Linked DNA regions of Bicyclus anynana: region 2 is linked to region 1. Evidence: chromatin contacts called from public Hi-C data. All regions are on one chromosome and are shown on one strand. Each heading gives the region's core, a stretch centred on a gene start, on an enhancer-like site or on the middle of the called end of the contact. The rest is flanking DNA. Distances are from core to core; before and after follow the strand shown. Region 1 holds the start of LOC112050707 (mothers against decapentaplegic homolog 6). Region 2 overlaps LOC112050707 (mothers against decapentaplegic homolog 6).

What was found. A called contact is a pair of places that touch in the nucleus more often than the background predicts.
Region 2: a Hi-C map of whole body shows a contact between it and region 1, with 3 times the contacts expected there. The contact joins the enhancer-like site here to the promoter of LOC112050707 in region 1. A contact is called at or near these places in 2 of 2 Hi-C or Micro-C datasets (whole body and whole larva).

The regions. Positions count from the first base shown.
Region 1 is chr10:1,830,669-1,838,484 of ilBicAnyn1.1, forward strand. LOC112050707 (mothers against decapentaplegic homolog 6) reads left to right here and starts at 3,497. Exons shown (of 5, transcript XM_024089045.2): 1 at 3,497-3,843. The coding sequence starts at 3,579.
Region 2 is chr10:1,871,813-1,879,628 of ilBicAnyn1.1, forward strand. LOC112050707 (mothers against decapentaplegic homolog 6) reads left to right here. Exons shown (of 5, transcript XM_024089045.2): 3 at 56-136; 4 at 4,170-4,354; 5 at 6,515-7,816. The coding sequence ends at 6,859. Among protein-coding and RNA genes, the nearest start is that of LOC112050522, 20 kb to the right of the region's middle. Within about 2 kb of position 4,864, at least 8 of the 8 cell types and tissues checked have open chromatin away from gene starts, as enhancers often do.

The DNA of each region.
Region 1 (7,816 bases), core at 2,247-4,746:
GTTAGCTTTGCTAGACCTAGGTATAATGTTTTCACGAAAAAATCATTAACGGTTTTTATAGAAGGGTTGCGGCGAACCTTAGAGACTAGACTAGACTCGAAACGTGATTTTTCATATTAAAAAAATACGCTTTTATATTTCATGACGATGACGCAATCTAAGATGGAAGCGGGCTAACTTTTGTAAAGAATAAAAAAAACTATTTAGACAGATATTTCGAACTCCACTACACCTACCAGTGGCGTGCATAAGGTTGTCGATGCAGTAAGGAAATTAAGCACACTGGGAAAATCTTCATTTAATAAGCATTAAGAAGACAACTCTTAGGGTATGCAGTACTTTAATGCATGTATGAAGTGCACGCCAGTACCTACACCACAGTAAAAATGTTGGATAGAACTTTGCGAAGGTTCATCATGAATAGATAATAATAATCTATACAGTAAAAAATGTCTACTTTAGTCTTTAAGTACCTACTTATAACGGAGCATAGATTGACAAACATTCTTTCTAAAAAATGAGGTATGTCTGACTTTTGCCGGCTCCCGGTTCACAAAATGTTATGACAAATGACAATCGAGCTTTTTAATTTTTTTTTTAAATATCCCTGTGGGTTTCCATTTCAGTAGTAGAGCCATCTATCGTAAAACCGTTGAACTACGTACAAAGTTAAGCTCGGTTGACAGACTGAATATACATTGTACCTGATATGGAAGTAAACGCCATCTATTATCTGTTTTCTTAAATATTTACAGATGGGAGTTTTTATTCAATTACATTTTTGATTAAATATATTTGAAGTGTCGGTCCGTGATTTAAATGTAATTAAATTAAATGTATTATGTTATTTACACGATGCTAAAACACAATCAAGCTTTTTAAATTTTTCGTCTGTCTGTCTTTTCGGATTAATCTCCGAAAAGACAGAAAAACCGATTTAGATGGGACTTTCACTGGCAGATAGAGTGCCTATAATTTTATGCAACATTATCCCGGAAAAATCTACGGTTCCCAGGAGAAACCAAATTTCATGCGGACGAAGTTACTAAACGTCCAATAGTGTAATTAAAAGAGAAGGTAGGTGCCTACTTATTAGTTACAAAAGTATTAACAGAAAATTATAATAATTAATTAATTATAAATAATTATAAGCACTCTTTAGTAAGTAGGTAGGTACATATTTAAGAAAATTTTAAATCAAGTTCTTTATTTGTAATCAATCAACGAAATTCTTATCAGAAAGCTGAAGGTCATAAACCGATAGTATAAAATTATATTTTTACAAAATAGATTAATTATAAATTATAATAATATGTATTACTTTTGTTTGTCATGCGTGGTCATGCCAAGATATCTTGCCGATGATCAGTTTGCGTTTTTCGTGGCGTGTATAAGATTTTCAACTAGGGTATGCACTGTTCATAGAAATACACAGACCATTATTTTTGATGAATGGCCCGTTTTGGCATTTTCTCTTCAACTAAGGAAAATTCTGTAATAATAACGTACCTATGCAATAGTACAACAGGTGGGGATCGAACCCTAGACCTTATGGATTTAAGTCCAACCCCTTAACCGTGAAACTATACAGAGGTTTAATTATTTTAAAAACGGTTTGAGTTGCCGTATTGAACGGTTAGGAATCGAACCTGTGACCAATGTTGGCAAGTGCAGCGAGATGCGTTCTCGATGCTGATAGAGATTTAAAATGCGTTTAATATTTTAAAAATTTCCGGGAATCGAACCTATGATTCACGTTAGTAAGTGCAACGAGACACAGAGATGCAGCCCCACAACCGTAATATTAAGATTTAAATGGGTTTTCAAATTCCCAATTTTCCGGGAATCGAACCCGTGACCACGTTGGCAAGTGCAGCGAGATACAGAGATGCGTTATCGATGGTGATAATATAGCTTGTTGCATGTCGCCGCGCATTCCGCCTGCCGCTGTGCCATAGAATATAGAGTCACAGAATTGTAAGTTTAGTGTAAGTTTGTACCTATCGGGTAAAACTGAGTTTATAAAGAATAGAAACAATACCATTTTCTCGAGGATTGTGCAACCATTTGTCTTGACTTTTTAGTAAAACCTGGCCTGAGAAAACCAATTTGCTATTAATGCACAATGTAATGAAAACTAGAGAGGTAGAGTCTAAATGCCCTAAGGATGGTTCAGTTTCGGTGTGAAACGTGCGTAAAGAGTTTTTGAAGTAAAACCCCGTCATTATATTACACCCGTATTATCATGTACTAGTACAGGTAAAAAAATACAGGTTGAATAATCTCCTTTTTAGTAAAACAAATTTAAATTCTTATTTTGGTATGAAAGCGGTACATCAAACGTCTCGGACGTTAGAGATTTAACTTACCCAAATCTTTACGCCAGTTTAATTAGAGGGGAAGGGTTATATTGCTTAAATTAAAAAAAATATGTCAAATATCGTTTAAAAAATTAAACAACCGTTTAATTTTTTTTCGTTTCGTTTCAATCGTTAGGTACAATTCGTTTGTCTCTCAGAGGCAATAGAAGTTTATCCACAATAGTGTCCTCGGCGGGTCAGCGTAGCGTGTCAGTGTGCGGTGGCGCCGCACGCACACACGCGCGCGCACCTGACGCCGCCGGTGGCGCCAGCCGCGCCTCGCCCCGCGCGACCGCCTGCCCCCCGCCGCCAGTTGCCAGCGGGGTAATCTTGCCGAAAATCAGGGAGATTTACCCTTACTGTATTAATAAATTTTTAACTAATTTATACGTGATATTTTGAACTTTCAGAGATTCTCTCGTAATAATTATAATAAATGATGCTTGCTGTAGCTATCAGTCAGTTAGTCAGTGTATTTCTTCAGATCAAATGTCTGAATCAAATTAGCTATTTTACTTATTCTTGTTTATCTAAATTAATTTTGTACTTAAACTTTGGGAAATATTGTATTGCTTTTCGTTTCTATTTGTCTTTTGAAAATTTGATGATATTACAATATTTAAATTGTGGCTCGTACAACTATAATACTGTATTGATTTTCATGCGATCTTATAAATATAGATACATTTAGTTAAACTTATGAATTTGATATTTGAAGAGTCACCAATGTTTCATAATAATTTATTTAAACGAATATAATAATATGTATTACTATTATTGCTTACTTTTGGTAGGTACCTCATTAACTCTGAGAAACTTAAGTCTTCAATAAAATGCTGATTGTTTGTTATATTTTTGAAACTTAGTTGGTACGACAACTAACTAAACTGGCTGCTGTTTTATATCCTACAGTCATAATTGTCGTCTGGCAAGCGAGCAATAACATTAACAACACAACATCCGGGCACGTGTGTTTGCTATTTATCGATTGAACAAGGCGCCGACAAGGGCAGATGAGCGGCATTAGACTAAAAAAAAAAATAGAAAAAGTGCAAGTGTCGGTGGGGTAAAGTGGGTTCGCGCAGGTGTCGCGGCGGACGGCGGCGGCGCGCGTGTCGCTCGGCGGCGAGTCGGCAGTCTGCAGGCCGCACTCGGCGCGCGATGATGTGTCGGCTGCGCTGTGTGAGTCGGTGGAGTGTGTCGTGACGCCGGCATGTGATGTTCCGGCGGCGCGCGCTGCGGCGGCGGCTGGCGGCGGCCGGCGCGGCCCCGCTGCCCGACGAGCAGCTGCGGCGGCTGGCGCGCGCGCTGGACGCGGGGCCCGCGGGCGCGCCCTGCGTGCCGGCCGAGCCCGCGCTGCGCCCGGCCGTGCTGCGCGCGCTCCGCCCCGACCTGCGGGACCCCAGCGAGCTGCGCCGCCTGCCGCACTGCGAGCACCACCACTGCTGCAACCCCTACCACTACAGCCGCCTCTGCGAGCCCGGTACGTGACAGCGATCCCGCGCAACAAGTGCCGTAAACATGTGTGCACAGCAAAAGGGCAAGAACCCAGAGCTGTAAAGTTATTAAAAAAAAAATGTGCTTACTATGAAGACGTGGCGCGTATTTTTAAAGTGATGCGTCGAAATCGAATGCCGCGTTTCAAAAGTAGTCTTTCGTTCGTAGAAACTAGAAAGTAGGATGAGTATGTGATGAACTGATAACAAACCTAACCTATTTGTGTTACACTGTTAGTCGCCGAGCTCTCCGTATAGTGGTTCCATGTTCACAAATGCTGCGCTCCGAATGTACATCCGTAGAAAGTAGGATGCGTGTGACAAACTGTTGCTAAAACCTAACCTATTTGTTGTTCTGTCAGCCGCCCATAGTGTTCACGTGAGTCCACGTTATGCACCGGTATCAGTATCGGGCGTTATCAGCTATCAGTGTGGTTATCGCCACTGTTTGCCGCTGTATGTCATCGTTACGTCGATTGCGGCAACATGCACTAACGTAAGCAACAGTCCATCCCCCGGTTGTAAACATTGCCGTTCGGCGATCTATAAATAGTTCCTGACATCAACGGTCGTCTAAGATCGAGTTGAGTGCACGTCTTAACTAAATTCTAAAAGGTCACACGCATTTCCAAGTAGTCAACTCATCAGTATTCCGTCCGTTCCACAGATATCAGTATTACCATTACCAAGTAGATAATAAAATCTGTAAGAAAAATCCACAAATAGGAATGTTGTTTTACAAATTCTCTACTCCTGCAAATACAGGATGTAAAAAAAAAGTAGAAGTTGTAATAGTACCTACAAACAGTCAGTAACGTGCTTAAGGTGGTCGATCAGGGTATGCACTAGTGTGAAACATTAACCAAACGGAAAATCTGCATTTGATAAATATTTCAAGAAAAACGTCTTTTAGAGTATATTTTTCAAATGTCTTAAATATTTCCTGTCTAACTAGATCTTATCTTATTTACACACTACAAGATTGGTTAATTTCTACACACATAACTAAGTTAAGAACTACACAGAACTAGACATAAGATTATGGCCTTAATGTGGCTGCATTTTGTGATATATCACCAACGTTACAGAAGCGTATTTTGGGTGGGTTTTTCCTTGCAAAATGCTAAATAAGAGACTACGATTTTCCACATAACATCAAGGAGTTATTCCGTCTTTGTCCTTTAAAAAAATATAGTTTCAGCCCCGAAACACAAAATAAAGAGTCTTGACATACAGACAGGCAGTCAGACAAAGTAAAGTAATTCTGCTATAAGGATTCCGTTTCATCCTTTTGAGGTATAGAACTCAACGGACATACTTTGGATATTGTCCTTTGCTAGTACAAAAGGGAGACAATTTTAAAATTGAATTGTAGAGTCAATAATCTGAAGATAGTTTTTACAAAGAACATAAAACAATGGAGATGATGACTAGAATGTATCAGAATATACTGATTTTTATGATACATTCGGGCAAATAATGATACTCCGAAAGTAATGATCGCAGATACCCTGTTGCTTTTACAAAATTGCTTTACTATTAGCATACTCTTCATTTATATATACAATTTATATTTGTCATCATCCCTATTGTTCATAATGGGCTTCAAATTAGAGCCTGCTTGTATTCGATGAGATGCAGCTGGCAAGTGGCAAGATTTCGTGTGGGCTCGGTATCGGTGTGGAATGCGCGCAGGAATTTATCACTTTTACTTGGCGCCGGGCGCCGCCCGGAGGTCGAGCGGCTTCGGTGTTGGCTGGCGGCTTTGTTCCTTACGACTGGGTGATGATAGGTGGCTAGCACTTCATGCACTGTCAGTGGTGTATGCCTTGGAGGGGCCCCGTATCAAAATTAGTAGGGGTAGGGTTGCCAATTTTTTTTTGAGATCTCTTTTCTAAGGAGGTAAATAAAGAGTATGGACTTAAAAAAGAGTATCAATTATTTTATATTTTTAAAAAGGTATTTTTTGTACTTTTTGCAGCACATAAATTTATATAGATCAAGAGCTCATTTTTAATCAATTTCAATGAAGCTCTGTTTCTCTCTTCTCGCCACTTCACATTCATGACAATCATTGAGACGTTTGACGTAATGACATTAGTATTTTAGATTATAGAGTACGCTTACATGATATTATAGAGTAAAATACTCTTTCTTAGAGTACGGTTGGCAACTGGCACTTCATATATGCATTAAAGTACTGCATACCCTAAGAGTTGTCTTCTTAGTGCATATTAAATACAGATTTTTCCAGTTTGCTTAATTTGATTACTAGTGCATACCCTGATCGACAACCTTATGCACGCCACTGATGACGAACATGACTACGGAGTCGTGGACTACGAAACTATTAAGGGCTTTTACCCGTCATTATTGAGGATGGATTACATTCGGTTCAATTTAGGGGTCCGTATTTCGCTGTTCGCTAACGCGACACATTCCAGCGGGGACGGCTCCGCGTACCAGCGCGCACGGCCGCACGCTAGTCGCAGTCGCTAATCTGCGAGGGTCATTCGTCCGATAAGTAGCAAGGTCACGGCGCCGGCGCCGGCCCGCCGCGACGCCCGGCGCGCGCCGCCCGTTAACTTTTTAATTTGTCGGCTTTGTAGCCGTCTACAGACGTGCCAACTATGTCCGGACTTGGTTGGTCGGTTGGTAGCCAGTGGCGTGCACTTCATATATGCGAAAATGCGCTGCTTGATGACTAATTAACTTATATTGGCAAAGCTTAGTTAGTTAATAACCTTGTGCGGGGCCATTGTACCAACTAATTGTGTAATTGCAGTCGTTGTATTTTGAGATGTTCGTTTTTCATACGTTTAAGACCGTGCTTTAGATCTTTTTTGGTATAATACTGATGGACGTCTTATCATTTGAGCCAATTATCTTCTCATCGCTGATAAGATAGAGACTTAAAGATGTAAGTCTAGAATCTAAGAAGTCTAGATCAGAAGTAGGCTGTCTAGTAAAGAGTTTAAAATTTGCAGTTTGCATCTTTATTACCAGCTGCCTCCATATTCTTCATAGTTGCCTTCATCATGATAAGAGCATGAGATGACAGTTAAGCTTTATAAAATACAAAAAATACACTTGGCAGTCACAGTTTCTTATTAATCATTATTTTTAATCATGTTGGAGTACAGACAATCGTAAAGTTAAATGTTAAATGTTGCAAATGAACATATAAGAGTCAACATCTACTGAAGATGTACCATTTGGAGAATAGCAAAATGAATCAATTATTTACTGTTCATGTTGTGTTGGCTCTCTTGTTGGCATGTGTAAAGAAGCTTAAACGCCACATGCATACAGTTTCCTCGCTACCGACCTTTGCGTTGAACCTTCCTGAATTTAGATTGAGATTAAACATGTCCATTACTTATGGCAATGTCAATAAATTGTTTTCCGCAGTTGAGTAAGGAAACGTGGAAAAACTTGTCAACTGTAGTATACCTTATTGGTAAAATTTTCCATTATTAATAGTCATATTTTAAGTGGTATAAATCTATTTTACTAACACAATTATGAGCCTATTGAAGCTTGAAATAAATAAATTATTATTATTATTATTATAATTCACCTTTTCAATGTACACACGAATACAAAGAGTTAGCAAGCTTTAATTTCAAAATTTTGAAAATCTACGACTATACTCGAATAGCGGTGAAAACTTAGATTTGTATATCTAGGTTTTTCTCTCTACTACTAAAGTTGAGCTATTAAAGTGTTTTTCATATAGCATGGGTACCGTGACAGTGCGTTTCACTCATGAAAGTTTGCCTCGATTCATGATAATAGTACGTATTATGAACGTCATAAGGCACCTGTCACCGTACCCATGCTATATATAGAAGTTTATAAAAAAAACCTAATCGTGTCTATGGTTTTACTAACGACATTTTACTTAAGATCGTCAAAAATAAAAATAGTTTCTTAAAATAGCTAGTAATTATTGAAATG
Region 2 (7,816 bases), core at 3,614-6,113, 43 kb after region 1:
TAACAAAGCAGTTTTTAGAATATTTTTTTTAAATATATATTTTTTTTAATTTCAGAACACGGCGAAATTACACAAGACGCGAGGAGGACGAATCATGAGCGGCTTGCTACAGGCTCCCTCGCTACTGATGGCGAAGGTTAGTAATATGGCAAAGTTTCTCATACTTTTGGACATGTAAACTTCCGTTAACCATTTTATTTCATTTCCATTGCGTTGTCGGAACTTTCTTACGATTCATTGTGTCATACTAAAGAAGCATTGTAAACAAAACAAGAAGCAATACAAAATTTTCATTTGCTCTCCGTTGCGTAGTTGGATCTGTGGTAAAAGCAATGAAATTCACAATTGAAAATAAGTAGTTTTTTATTCGCTTTCCATTGCATACCTAACTTGAACGTTGAACTTTGGAACTTTTCTGTGCCTGTAATAAAGAAGCATTGTAACCTACAAAATAAAATGAGTGCAATTTAATATACTAGCGGACGCTCGCGGCTACGTCCGCCTTTAGACCTCCTTAATCCGGCCCTCTTGAAAAATACGTTCTTAGCGGACGTCTACTAATTGTAAACTACCTCCCTGCCAAATTTTAATTTTGTACGTCAAGTAGTTTTTGAGATATCGTAATGAATTGATGAATGATGGATGAATCGTGACCTTTCGCATTTATATATTAAAATGCAAAGGTTTCTTAAGAAAGTGTTTCTTATAGCCAAGTTATATACAAAACATTTATAGGATAGGCAGTAGTTTTATGTATATAATATGCATTACTTTATTTATTTTCGTAGCAATTTACGAATATTTCCAATTTGTTTATAACAAATCTTATAAGCAAAAATAGTTTCACCTAAACAAAAGAAGATTTACCTAAGTTTGATAAGATGAATAAATTCCTCGCAGATCCATTTATCTTGTCAGTGATAAAATTGTTTTTCAATTGAAATACCAAGTTCAGTGCTCATAACATGATAAAATTTGTTTTTGAAAAAAAAAAAATTGTTCTGCACTGAAAAAAGGAAGAATACTGAAAGACAAGGTCATTATGTTAACAGTCCATAATAAGACATGGCGTACCTTCTTATAGGAGAGGGGATATGAAGCATTATGACGACCCACCACGTTGTTTCAATGAGGATAGGCGGGCTTTAAATTTTTTAACGACCAATTTTTAACTTAGCTTGTTTGGTTGAAAGCGCTAATCTCAGGAACTACTGGTCCGATTTGAAAAATTCTTTCAGTGTTAGATAGCCCATTTATCGAGGAAAGCTATAGGCTTAATATTACTTGCGTATTCCTACGGGAACAGGAACCACGCGGGTGAAACCTCGCGGCGTCAGCTTGTATCAAATATTGCCCGGGACGGACGATCCAGAGATATGGAAGTGTAACACCGCACGATCATCCCAACTCGAAATTTCTTGAAAGAAAAAGAAAGACTCAGTAACCCAGTACTTTGTAATCCGATTACAACATAACCTATCCCTGAATCAGTAAGGCAGTTAATAATTAACACATAAGTATAATGTGTGATTTTATTTCATCATTATCAATCCATATTCAGCTCACTGCTAAGCTCGAGTCTCCTCTCAGAATGCAACGGGTTAGGCCAATAGTCCACCACGCTGGCCCAATGCGGATTGGCAGACTTCACACACGCAGAGAGTTTAGAAAATTCTCTGGTATGGAGGTTTCCTCACGGTATTTTTCCTTCACCGTTTGATACACGTGATATTTCATTTCTTATTTTTTATTTAGTTGTCATGTAAACATAATTTGGATATACTAATGCTAACTTTATAGACAGTTTTTTTATTCAAAATTCATTTATTACAGTTAGGCTTAGTTTACAAGCACTTTTGAAAAGTCAGGATTATGTTAAAATTAAGGTAACGAGGAGTTATCTGTGGAAGATCAAGTATCTTGTTCCGTTAACTAGTACAGTAAATCGAACCCTACCACCGCGTGGGTGGTAGGTACAAGGCACCATCCACACTCCACGTGGTGGTATAACCTTGACGATCGATCGCCGCCCGCCCGGCCGGCGCCAGTGGTAGCATTACACTCGACCTACCATTTTTCATGGGGCTAGACAGACAGCTGATGGTATAGTTTTCTAGAACCTTAGTTTACCTAAACTTCCAAATCTTTCTACTTAATTACTCTTATGAATAGAATTGCTGATAAATACTAGAAAAGGGTTTGATCGACGGTGATGAAATATAGCATATGTCACTCGCTAAGAATGTAGCTTTCCATGGGTACTAGAACTTTTAAAATCGGTCCATTCGTTTCAGGTCAAATAAACAAGAAATCTTGCCTCTGTAAAATATTAGTATTTAATACATCTCTATTTCTTAAATTATTTAATTGAAGGATGTCTGGAGGAGATCGCTTTTAGCGATAAGACCGCCTTTGCGCACTTTACTTTTCTTTTATATCTTTATTTTTTGTGCAATAAAAACTTATTCTATTCTCTATGATGCCGTGTACAAATCGACATCCGGATCCGATTTTCTATATCTGAATTGTCTAGGATTCGGATTGGATTCTAATCGGATGCTGTGGGGAAAGAGCCTAAATTATTAAATTTAGCTTTTTAAACCGTGAGATCATCGCAGTTTTTCCCGCTTTCGTTATAGTAGTTAATTAATATTTAATGACAATCAAAAAGCTGGCAGGCAGGTTTTATTAAGTACCGTATACATCGTAAAAATATTAATTTTTCTTCCATAACCACGATATGATATATTAAGAGATATTTAAAGAGTAATAATATTATATGGAAGTGAGTTTGTTAGTACATGGAACCGTATATTAATAAATCATTCCCATAGTATTCATTCATATTGTAGTTTTAGAAGTAAAATCTTTATATTTTATTTATCTATAAACATAAAGGGGAAAAGTTTGTACTTGTAAGGGTAATTTCTGGATCTACCAAACCGGTTTTTGAATTTTTTTTTAGTATTTCCACGAGAAAGGTAATCACGCGGGTAAAACCGCGGGCGTTGGGTTGTTTTTCGACATAGGCACAAACGAGTAGATACATGAAATGTTTCAAGTTGAGCAAAGTCGGATTGCATAAATGTATTGTCTTCCGCAAAGATTTTCATGACCGCTATCGAAGGAATAGCTTATTGCCGTCTGTCTACCACGTTTTTTTTGGTCGAACGAATACGTGGTGGTTTTTTTTGGTATGAATCTCTACGGTTCGTAGAATCTGACATATTTACCAAGTCTACTTATTTCCTGTGGGCGGCAGGTTTTCTTTAATTGCCAAAACCCTAAAATTAAAAAAAATACAAAATTCAAAATTTCAGCTTATCAAGTAATTTTACACAGTTTTAATAGTCAACGTACAAGAACTTCAGTCAATCTATAATTTTGAATGATTAGGTATGATAATGTAAAAGGTCGTCTATGAAATTTTCCGGGAAACGTGAAAATTTGGCCGGCGCTGACACCGGGCCGACAGTCCGTCAGTGACGCGCCGTCGTCGGCCAAATCCGCGCCCCGACCAGTGATGTGATGTAACGCGACCAAAATACGCAACTATACACAAAATTTATATTTATTTTGCTATTATCCGCGAAAAGCCGACGAACCCATGCGAGTACGTCACCTAGGTCCGACAAAATACTCTCTACGTGCAATTGCACGTTATAGAGTCAACATTTCCTGAGGATGCTCCGGTTTCGGGGTGAAACGCCATCTAATACACAAAATTTAACCAATACTACGAGTAGGCACACTTAAAAATCATGTTTACGGCCTTTAGACCTTGGCCTTGGGACTTTTTTCAAGGATTTTCAAAAAGGTTAATCGAGTCTACCGGTGACCACAGTTTCTTGCGTATCATTGGCCTCTCTGCGGTAGAATCGAAAAGGATGTAGATGTTCAGACATCTAAAACCTTTTCGATTCCACCGACGATGACGCCGATTGTAGATTTAGACTCCCGAGAAACGTCCTTTATTATCGATTGACAATGTTATCCAGGGAACACTTACGGAAGTAACGCAGTATCTTTGCCAGCGGACACGAGGTCCTAGATATCTTAGGTTATCCAGACGTAGGTTTCAACCACGGTCACGGAGGCGTCCGGACTGATACACTGATGGTGTTGATATAGAAATCTTGAGGTTCTAATGTAGCCTTCAATTGTTACAGAGCGGCAGAGCTGGGAGACCGAGTGGTGCAGGCTGGCGTACTGGGAGCTGACGCAGCGTGTGGGGCGACAGTTCAGCGTGCGCGTGCGCGCTGTGGACGTGTTCGGGGGAGGGGGCGACACGTGCGCCGGCAGGCACGGGCTGTGCGTCGACGCGCTCGACACCAAGGAGCCGCAAGTTGAACAGGTGAGGACCCTGCAATAGCCGAATACTCGAAACAGTTCCCGAAAACTTAACCCACTCTAACCAACTAGTTGTTGACGCCTGCAACTACCCCCCAATCCCAACGCCAATTGTAGATTTAGACGCCCGAGAAACGTCCTTTACTAATATAGCGACTGACAATGTTATCAAGGGAACACTTACACAAGTAACTACAGTGACTTCGCCGTCGGAGACGAGGTCTTCGATATCTTACATTATCCTGACGTGGGTTTCAACCACAGCACAAAGCAAGCAAAACAACCTTCCCGAACCTTCCGAGTTTCTGAGAATCCTTTCTGTCTTTATCCTGGTCTGTCTTTTAAGAATCTACATTAATTTAAATTGGCAAGGTAGGAGGAAGTATTGCCAATAGACAAGCTTATTTAAGGTTCAAAAATTATTGTAATTCCATTCAGACATTACAATAAACCTGCTACACAGCACGGCTAGGCCGTTAGCGCAGCGCAACACTGCCAAATTCGCAAATTCGCATTACGTGCTTCGCATCACATCAGCCCCTGCCTTGTGCCTACGTGAGCGCCAACATGGAGACCATATTTGCACTCGGCACAATCTCCATTATCAATACGTTCGTAAAACGTTTAACGATGTCCACTGTATCAGAAGAATCTCTTTGCTTTAATTATTACAATTTTGATAGAGCTGTTTATACGCACTACGAAGTTACGGAGTGCTGTGGGAAACTTAAGTCAACTTATCCTAATAGCTATCGGAACAAATCATGCCCACGTGGAATGATGGCAAGAATTCGGGCTGAATTTGCGCGTTGGACAGCCAGGCAATCCTTTGCGTAAAAAATGAGCTAGCCTTTTAGAAGTCAGTTAGAGACAATGAAACACGATGAAATTGTGAATAACGTGGCTTACGTGGGTATATCTTCAAGTCAACATTACCATAGACTGCATCTTTTACCATAAGTGGATGCTGCCAAAGGCCTTTTGTACGGAGAAGCATTTTTAAACTGACGTCAATTGGGTGTATGAAGTTTACCATGGCATCGTCGCTCCGAAACTAGTGCTTGGGAAATGACTTAAATGCTGATTTTTTAATAGAAACACCACAAATTTTCCTCTATGTGATGGAAGAAATTTCTGACAAAATCTTTCTTTCTCTCTAGCTAAACTATTGGATGTCGAATGTCTGAAAACTGCACTAGCAAAATTGTAATGAACTTTCTTTTTCATTAACTTAAGAGTAAGAAATAGTAAGTCTCTTACTCTCAAAAGTCTATAGGACTTTTTAGAACAGGAAAGTCTCCCGATATTTGTGTAGAATGAAGAGAACAGGCCGAAATAAATCAGCATTGGATTGAGCGCGGTATACGTTATGCGTTGCATCTGCGAGTATGTAAATTGATTTAGCGGCGAGCAATCGGCATACAGATAACCCCATACGATAACTTTAGATACGTGCCTACATACCTACGCGAGCTATACGCTAATCATTTACTAATAGACTGGTTTATACCTACTTGTATTATATTCTTGAGGTCTTTTATACGTAATAGTCGTTCGTATGGCGAAATTCCATGAAAAACATTTACACTACTCATCAAAAAAAATCGAAACAATCCGCCTGATACTTGCGGACTGTTTCATTTTTTTTACGAGAAGTATATTATCAACTCACTATAGGTACCTCGTTCACCTAATAATGTGAAGAGTCTGTTTGTGGATCTGCCTAAGAACATTCTGAATATTTTATTAACATAGCATATTTTAAACTAACTACTTTACCCAAACACTAAACTCCAATGACTCTCTGCGCCACCTTTAATGTCTTTGCAATTTAGTAGGAGGTAAACAACAATTAGGGTGAGGCCAAACGAGCGTAATTTTGTATGTTATCAGTCGCGTAATTTCTGCTGCATTCGGTTTCATACAAAAGTCCAGTTCCTGCCACGCGGCGTCACAAAATGAGTTGTGTTCTGACTTACACGCGAATTTCTGCGACCGAAATTACGCGAGTGACAACTCACAAAATTACGCTCGTTTGGCCTCACCCTTAGGCTTTTCAGTGCAGGTTGCTCAACAACATTTCTTCATCTCAACGTCCATCTTTAATTATTAAAGTATTTTATTTTCATTATTAATTAATTAATGTTAATTTCCATCGTTCCAGGTGCGAAAAACTCGAGCGAAGATTGGCCTAGGTGTCACACTGTCCTTAGAATCTGATGGCGTCTGGCTCTACAATAGAAGCCAAGAACCCGTGTTCGTCAGCTCCCCCGCGTTAGACGCTGCTGCTGCGAAAGCTCTTCTTGTATGGAGGGTTGCACCAGGACACTGTCTCTGCATCTTCGACCCCTCGTCGCCCCCGCCCGCTGTGTCGCTACCCCACGTGGGGCCAGTTGACCCCAGATCTGTGAGGATATCGTTCGCGAAAGGCTGGGGCCCCAAATACTCGAGGCGTGACGTCACCGCCTGCCCCTGTTGGCTCGAAGTCCTGCTGGCGCCTCCGAGCTGACGCTAAGACTTTTAAAAAATAAAAACAGGCTTGTGATATTGTAAATGGAAATGGACCAAAGTGATTTTTTTTAATTGTCTAATGGACCTCGATTTGTTGGTGGACTGTTTTTTTGATAGTGACATGCGTTTTATAAAGGTTAGTTCGTATTGGTGAATCCTTTCGCGCGGTTTCATAACCAAATTCTTGGGATTTTCCTAGTAATATATCTAGTATCACAGATGTCTTACATTTAAATTAAATACAACTAATAAAACAGACAATCTGTATGTCGTACGAAAGTCGCGCAGAAATGTTGTCCATTGAGGACTAACCTTTATATAACTAAAGTCGTTGGCATTTTGAACTTTTTTCAAGTGACGTATAGTGGACCGTGTAACAACCACAGTTGTGGCAAGTGGTTGTTTTTGTTTATTCTCTTTGTTATAAATAATCTCGTAAATTATTTGGATGTCATCTCTGTGGTTCATGGATATTAGTTTTATTTGAAAAAAGCTTAAAAACAGAAATCTTTGTACATGAAACAAGCAATTTAATTTATTAATCCAATTTCACAATTTTGAATTCAAATGCATATAAGTCACATACATATAATTTCAAAATGGTGAAATTCACATTTTTGAAATGAACCATAATCCACAGTGGCGACATTAACGGTGTAATAAATAACTAACTGTTATCAAATGATTAGACCAAACCTGTATAATCGGTTATATTTATTTTAAATAAAAAACAATTGTTGATGTAAATATTATAAATTGGATATTTATTTATGTATATTAAAGTCTTTGTAACCGTGAATGTAACTCTTGAGTTTGGAGAAATTAAATGTAGATTCGTTTAAGCTCAAAACGAATCTTCCAGCAAAAAAACTAAATCAAAATTGGTTTTGTTTTTGACTTGCTCCCTCAGATTGGTTTAGACAATTTTGTAGCGGAGTATTAGCTCTCCGATTAG